2 separate regions of the Canis lupus genome follow, and region 1 is linked to region 2. A link is a contact called in public Hi-C data. All regions are on one chromosome and are shown on one strand. The core of a region is the stretch at or near the end of the contact, and the rest is flanking DNA. Distances in the headings are between cores, read along the strand shown. Region 1 has its middle 65 kb from the start of CD58. Region 2 has its middle 29 kb from the start of MAB21L3.

Region 1 (3,921 bases), core at 108-2,607, 330 kb before region 2:
AGATTGATCGGTGGGGGGGAAAATGTTCTCTTCCAGCCTGTGGGGTGAGTTGACCATGCACGCCTGTCTCCGGATGTTTGACTTCCTGAAGCTTCCCCGAACAATGCCATCTCTGTCTTGGCACCACTGGCAAGCAGTCCCATGAGATCCAGGTTCTTGTCACATGTCCTTTTCCTGGAGTGAGTCACTAGAGAATTGGGCTGTCGTTATAACCTTCACCAGCTCGGGGAGGTGAAAGTGGATTGGAATGAACACAAACACAGTACAACTTGGTGGTTAATGTTCCTTTCCATCAGCATTTTGCCCCAGGCCTTAACCTTGCCACTTGAGAAAGTAGGGTCGCATAATGAATGAGATAAACCCAGTGACCCCTTGTGATCCACTAACAAAAGGCCTTTCAGTAGCCCCAGGTCCAAAGTCTCATCTATTGTAATAAAACCTAGCCAGTTACAAACTGGAGCCAGAGTGGGTGATCCTGGTGAGACTTCTTAGCCCCAACAATCAGAAAAAGCCGTTTTGGTACTTCCCCGAGGAAAAAAGGTGACAATGACCAGAGAAGGGGAAAATTGAAGTAACTGATAGAAAGACATACAGAATTTAAACTTTGAAAATTGAATGCATGTGTTCCTCGTTTGGATGAATAAACAGAAAATCATTTTACGACGGCAAGCATGAAAGTGAACACACCAACCTACATAGGCCTTGCATTTCCCCAAGCTTCATATAAGCTTGGGAGCCATGGTGTGTTTAACCTGGGCAGCTGACACGGTGGAACCAAAAAGTAGTAGCTGGGAATCTGGAAGGTTTAAGTGCCACCTTCCACTCTGGTCATGTGACCCTGGGCAGGCCCCTTGCTTCCCTGGGATCGAGGGTCCTCAACTGAAAAATGGTTTGTCTAAGTAATTGGCAGTTTCCTTGACTGCCTCTCCCCCACACAAAAGGCTTTGATTTTCATAGCTACTCCTGTGAGCTAAAAAAAGAAAAAAAGAAAAAAAAAGAAAAAAAGAAAAGAGGAAGGGGAATGACCTTAATCGCTACCAGTCCTGAGCATCACTCCCCGTGAAGCCCCTCAAACACAAGCCCAGGAAGGCAGAAGGGGCTCCTCTTTTGTGGAAACCGTGGACCTACATTTGTATATTCTGACAGAGCCCAAATGTTTGCTCCCAGAGGGCTGTAAATGGTCGCCCAGCTTTGTGACTCGCCATGGGCTCACAGGTCATTGCATGAGCTGTTGGAACTCACACCCAGTTTCCATGCAACTCTAGCTCAACTTTGCCAGTCAGTCTACAAACCTCTGGGTCACGGCCATGGTGGGTGCTAATGCCAGCCGCTGGCCAGGGAACCAAGACCAGCAAGGAAGCATGGCCCCCCAGCCCTGTGACAGCTGACATTCTAGAAGGGAATGCAGAAGGATGCGTGGTGCAAGCCTAACAGAAGCCTAAAGTGCTGTGACAGCACTGGGGAGGTGAGAGCAGTCCCAGCTTGGGTTAGGCTTCGTGGAGGAGGAAGACTTTTACCTGGATCTACAGGACAGGCAGGATGGAGACAGGCTGAGGCCGGGGGAGCATGCCAGCAGATGAAAGTGCAGCAGGAAACGCAGTGGCTGGAGAGCACGGGTCATACTCAGGGGTGGCTGGCAGCCCTTTCTTGCTGGAGCTTCAAGTGTGAGGGAGACAGCTTAGAAATTCAGGCATAGGCTGATTCATAGAAAGTGTTCCGAATTCCAAGGAATTTGGACTTTGGGGCAGGACCTGGGGTATCATGACCATTCTTTTTTTTTTTTTTAAGACTTTATTTATTCATTTGATTGATAGAGGAAGCATGAGCAGAGAGAGCAGCAGAAGGAGAGGGAGAAGTGGACTCCCAACTGAGCAGGGAGCCCAATGCAGGGCTCAACCCCAGGACTCCAGATCACGACTTAAGCCCTAGCAGACACTGAACCGACTGAGCCACCCAGGCGCCCCTATCGTGGGCATTCTCGAGTAGGGATGTATCCTGGCAAGACTTGTACCTGGAAGAGAAATCTGCCAGCAGGACACCTTGAAGGGGAGCCAGACGGGGGCAGAAGGAACAATGAGGGAATTATTTCCATAACCCAGACTGGTGGTGGTAGAGCTGCAGCGGGGACACCCAGGTTGGGAAAGGAGGGAAATTTTGGAAAGATGCTGTGGAGGCAACAGAGTGGGGTTCTGTGCCTCATGAGATGTGGAGGCCGAGAGGATGTAGCAGAGGAAATCCTCTGCTGGGCCCCCCTGGACTCACAGGACAGCTTATCCCAGGGCTGGGGGGGCGGGGTGTAGAGGATAGTCTAGAAGTACCTTAGGCCGTGAAGTGAACAGGCTTAGGGAAAGGCACTGCTCTAGTGACTGTGAGTTATCCCTCCAACATTTTACAAAGAGAAGCCCTCATTTTTAGCCTCCTACTCCCACTCTGAATAAAGGCACTTTCTACCTTAAGTCTTGCAATTGGTCGGTCATGTGATCATATGACTTTATCTGGCCAGTGAATTTGTAACTTGAAGTGTCAGAATTTTGGCAAATACAGTTTTCCTGCTGGTTAGAAGGCAATATGACTTAGGAAGATTTAGGTCTTGCAGTTATAATCAAATTTGAGTCTTTTCTGAACTTATATATTGGATGTTGTGTGTGTGCTTATTTATTTTATAACTGGATACTTCTACCTCTTAAACCCTATACACGGATATGGGGATGTTCCATATCCTGAACATCTTAAGTGGCCAGGAACGCATTTACAGAAAATCTGGGTCGCTTCTGCGGGTGTCCACTGTTTCCCTAATGCTTTTACGTTCAGGGAGCCACCTTATTGCTCTGTGTGTTCTAGGAGATACTTTGTTCTGGGTACTGACTGCAGAAGACAAGCACAAAAAAGTAGCCAAAAGGAAGCTGATGTCAAAGTTTAGCTGCTGGGGAGGACAGAGGGGCCAATTCCCACCTCCTAGCCCTGGGTAGGACACCCAGAGGTGCAATTGGTTTTAGGAGGGAAATGGCAAGATCACCTCCCTGCCTACTAAGGTTGTGGTTCTAACCAATAACTGGGAGTAGTTGAGCACTTACTTTGTGCCTGGAAATATTCTAAGATTTAAGTGCATCACCTCAAAAAATAAATAAATAAATAAATGCATCACCTCACAACTCCGTTCAAGGTAGCTACTACTATTACCCCCACTTGCAGACAGGGAACCCAGGAATGAGGAGGTGAAGCTCATTGCCAGCCAGTTAGTAAGCACAGGAACTGTCACTCAAACCCAGACGTTTCTGATGCAGAGCCCATAATACGACATTAGTTCTTCTAGGGGAGTTCCCCACGAATTCCTCGACAAATTCCCTTTTACCTGAATGTCTCTCTTCTTAGTGACACTGATTGCATATTTAGTGGTTTATCTGAGACAATCCTTACTAAACAGTCTCCTTTCTCTCTCTCCCGGACTACAGTGTTTGAAGTTTGACAGGGGCTTTGCCATGCTGTGGCGACAAATCCACTAGAGGCGGCTGGGGTGGAGGGACCTCTAATTTGTAGCATTCGCCAATTTCCATGGTGAAAATGCTCCCACCATGATCGACTTGAAGTTGCCATTGCAGCTTGTAAAAAGATGCCGGAATATTTAAGAATCGGCTCTGGTACAGCCTGTTCCAGCACGCCACTGCGGTCCGCGGGATTGCAGGCCCCTAGAAGAGGGCCTTTGCTAGCTGGGAATTTGAGAAACATATGGTGGGACTGAGTACAGGCACTGGAGAGCTTCTGGTGCTCTTCCAGATGTGCCTTTGAAGGGTTCCCCAGGAGCTGCCCAACGGGGGTCTGGCCCAGGGCCCTCTGGGAGGCCAGACTGTGGCCTGTGCTCAACAGTACCTGGGCTCACCCCTCACCCGGGGTCCTGAGGCCTCCGTGCACCGCCTGAAAACA
Region 2 (4,186 bases), core at 685-3,184:
GCTGCAATGGGGAGTTTCGATTTTTTTTTTTTTCCAAGAGGGATCAGAAGCTACTAAAGGGTTGGAACAGGGAAACACAATTTGATTTGTATGTCAAAGAGACGACCGGGTCTTGTGGGAAAGACTTGGGTTGGGTGGGGTAGGGGGCAGAAGTGGGAGCAAGGAACCCAGTGAGGAAGTCCCTGTAAGGAAGACCCTGTAGCACTCTAGAAAGGGGAGGGGGTGCCTTGGCCTTCAGTGGGAGCAGTGTGGAGGGCATGGGGATGTATACTCAGACTATATTTGGAAAGGACAGCCAAGAGGATTCACTGGTGGACCGAAGATGTGGGGTGATGGAAACAGAGGCTCCAGGATAACGCGTGGGTTATGGTTGAAGCAAATGGTTGGACAATGCTCTACTTATTGAGTGGGGGCAGGCCGGAGAAGAGAGTTGAGAGTTCAGTTGGGAACTTTATAAATTTGAGCAAATCATTTTCTTGCCTCTCTTCTGGTCTCTCCCTTCTCACTTATACAAGGAAGGTCTGTATAGGTCACCAGTTGGTCACCAGGATCACCTCTGTGGTGATGACTACTTTCCCTAAGTCTTGCACTTCCCATGCCTTTTAAACCCACTAACATATTCTGAATTCAGAGAAAAGAAGCAACAGTACTCTTGTAATTCTCTTTTCAGGAAAGGGAGAGAGAGATCCCACAAAAACAGGTCCCCATGTCCAAGAAGGGTCCTGTCCATGCTGATGCCCTGACAACCATGCCAGTGGACCAGGGTGGAAAGGCGAGGGAGCAGGGGTGACAAGTCAAAGCACAGGACACAGATGAGGAAGAATTACAAAAAATGTTTGACTCACTAGAGTCTGATTTGGATTTCAATCCCTATGTTGCTTAGGTTTGCAGTTTAGAAGTTTCAGGGCCTTCTGGAGATAAAAAAGAAGAGGAGGAAAGGAAAAAAGGGGGGAAAAAGCATTTTAGACTTTCAGTTATAAGCCAGCTCAAAGTTTATGATCTGAGCCCAAACAGTTCAACCTGTCTGAACCCCCAGGTAGCTGCACTCTAAATGTGAAGACCTCTACCATGTCTTCAAGTGAGAGAATTCTGATCTATCATTTTGAAGGAGAGAAAAAAAAAGTCACAAAGATGTCTAAGAAGCTTGAGACCTGAATGGATAGTTTCTGAAGGAGTTCTACAAACATTTTTTATTCAATATATTATTTATTGGTCATTTTAATATGTGTCCAGGGTTGTAAAAATATAACCCTGAAAATATAAATGAAGTCCCTTTGTCAGAGATTTCACTCTAGTGGGAAATGGTAGATAGATAGATAGATAGATAGATAGATAGATAGATAGACAGACAGACAGACAGGAAGAAGAAAGGAAGAAAGGAAAGAATGTCTAGGTGGTGCTGAATGCCATGCAGAGAAATAAAGATGAGCAGGAGGTTGAACATATCAAAAATGGGGTAAGGAGGGAGTATGGACCAGTGATACTAGTTCATAGTAGGAGGTTAGGGAAGGTCTTCAGATGGAACAACAAGCAAAACGTCCTAAGGTGGAGTCATGCCTGGAATATTCTAGAAGAGCAAGATGTGACTGGAAGTGGGTGTGAGAAAGGAGAGGAGGAGGAGAAAGGTTCAGGATGAGTGGGATGGGAAGTGACTGGAGGATTGGGATCAGAGGAGTTACATGATTTGAAAAATGGAGAGGACCCAGATTATGAGTGGTGGACAGAGACCAGGGACTCCCTAGGATATCAGACACCACATCAGGATACTTGGAGCTCTAAAGCAATCAGGCGTATTTGTTCCACCAAATGCTCAAACCAAAATCATCATGAGAAGCCAGCTCCATTGCTGCTGGAAGCTCCATTTGTCTGTGCCCTGCAGGGTTACTGGTCATCTGCTGTGTGCCACATACTGGGGATACCATGGGACAAAAGACATTCTCTGTGTGTGTGTGTGTGTGTGTGTGTGCATGCATGTGTGTGTGTGTGTGTGTGTGTGTGTGTGGTGGGTAGTGGCAAGCAGGCTAGAATCCAAATCCAGGGTCACAGTAGCAGATAACAAGGGACAGGGAGTGATAGAAGCCAAACCCCTGCGGTCCTTGTTGTGAGAAAAAAAGGTATTGGTTAACTTTTGACTTTAGCCTATAGAATTAGTCTATATGTACAAACAGCCTTGGTAACCATTAAAAGGACAGAAAGCGTATGGACCTTACGAACTAGTAAGGGGGGGAAAGAAACTGAAAAAAGGGAAAAAAAACACCTCAATTTTGTACTTAAAAGGACAAGATGGTGGGGCGAGAAAAAGAAGGTTTAGAAAATGGGTCACAGAGAAAGTACAGGAGTAGCAATAAATCCAAATGTGTTAGTCATCAGAATAGATATAAATGGATTAAACATTAGAAGTCAAAAGACTTCAATTGTCAGATGGGATTTTTTTTTAAAGAAATCAGCCATTTATAATAGACAAAGTGATCAGCAATGTAAAGATACAAATAGGTTGAAAGCTAACTGATGGAAAATTATAAAGTTGGGCAAATCAAGTGGTGGTGTCCTGATATTAACATCAGACAAAAATCAATGTTTACAATAGTTAAAGAGTCACCTTATAAGGATAAAGTCTTCAGTTTACTGGGAAGATATAAACATTCTAGCCCTGTATGCCCCTAACAATATAATCTGAAAAGTATATTAAGCACAAGTTGTCAGCATTATAAGGAGAAATAAAAAAATCCACACTCATAACGGGAAATTTTAAAACGACTCTCTTAACAAATGTTGGAAAATGCAGCCAAGAAGAAACCTGAAATATATACAAACTTTGAGCAATGCATGATCTGACTGACATTCCTTGCACCTTGTATCTAAACTCACACACTGCATCCTGTGCATTGACCAATGCAGAAGCGCTAGGTGAAAAGCTAACCTCCACCAGCATCAAAGGATTGGGACCTTCAGACCACTGTCTCTTTTTTTTTTTTTTTAAGACTTTCAAAAAGATTTTTTTGAGGGATGCCTGGGTTGCTCAGTGGTTGACCATCTGCCTTTGGCTCAGGTCATGATCCCGGGGTCCTGGGATCAAGTCTCACATTGGGCTCCCTGCATGGAGCCTGCTCCTTCCTCTGACTATGTCTCTGCCTCTCTTTATGTCTCTCATGAATAAATAAATAAAATCTTTTAAAAAATAAAGATTTTATTGTTTTATTATTTGAGAGAGAGAGAGAGTATATGCATGCGCATATATAGGAGAGCATGCAAGAATTGGGGGAAGGAGGGATCCCTGGGTGGCGCAGCGGTTTAGCGCCTGCCTTTGGCCCAGGGCGCGATCCTGGAGACCCGGGATCGAATCCCACGTCGGGCTCCCGGTGCATGGAGCCTGCTTCTCCTTCTGCCTATGTCTCTGCCTCTCTCTCTCTCTCTCTCTCTGTGTGACTATCATAAATAAATAAAAATTAAAAAAAAAAAAAGAATTGGGGGAAGGAGTGGCTGGAGAGGGGCAAGCAGACTCCTAGCTGAGTGTGGAGCCTGATTCCCACTGGGCTTTATCTTATGACCCTGAGATCATGACCTGAGCCTAAATCAAGAGGCTGATGCTTACCCAACTAAGCCAACCAGGCACCCCAAGACCACTGTCTTTGACTATAATGCAATCTATTTAGAAATTAGTAATGAAAACATAACTAGGAAACCCAACTTGTTTGAAAGTAATACTTTTTAAAAACTTCTAAGTACCTCATGGGTCAACAAGGAAATCATGGTAGAAATCAGAAAATAAACAGAACTAAATGAGATGAAAATGCAATTTACAAAACCTGTGGGATTCCACTAAAATGGTATTAAAAGGGGATTCATATACGTAGAAAAGAAGAAGCACTGAGGAATACTGAGCTAAGCATTTAAGAAGTTATAAAAAAAAATCAGAATAAACCTAAAGAAGTAGAGGGAAAGAAAGATATGAGCAGAAATTAATGAAAAACATATGAAGATGAACTAAGCAAACAATGATTACTTGTTAAGTCTCATCAAGAAATAGGAGGAGCATCTGCCTTTGGCTCAGGGCGTGATCCCAAGGTCCTGGGATCCCTTCTTTTCCCTGTGTCTCTGTCTCTCTGTGTCTCTCATGAATAAATAAATCATTTTTTTAAAAAAAGAGGGGTACAAACATGTCTGAATTTAAATCAAGTATTATGAG

What was found. Hi-C and Micro-C count contacts between places; a contact is called where the count stands out from the background.
Region 1: a Hi-C map of amygdala shows a contact between it and region 2, with 5 times the contacts expected there. The contact joins two enhancer-like sites. A contact is called at or near these places in 6 of 9 Hi-C or Micro-C datasets (amygdala, blood, liver and 1 more).

The regions. Positions count from the first base shown.
Region 1 is chr17:54,471,822-54,475,742 of UU_Cfam_GSD_1.0, reverse strand. No RefSeq gene overlaps it. Among named protein-coding and RNA genes, the nearest start is that of CD58, 65 kb to the left of the region's middle. Within about 2 kb of position 1,357, at least 5 of the 20 cell types and tissues checked have an H3K27ac peak or open chromatin away from gene starts, as enhancers often do.
Region 2 is chr17:54,137,424-54,141,609 of UU_Cfam_GSD_1.0, reverse strand. No RefSeq gene overlaps it. Among named protein-coding and RNA genes, the nearest start is that of MAB21L3, 29 kb to the right of the region's middle. Within about 2 kb of position 1,934, at least 2 of the 20 cell types and tissues checked have an H3K27ac peak or open chromatin away from gene starts, as enhancers often do.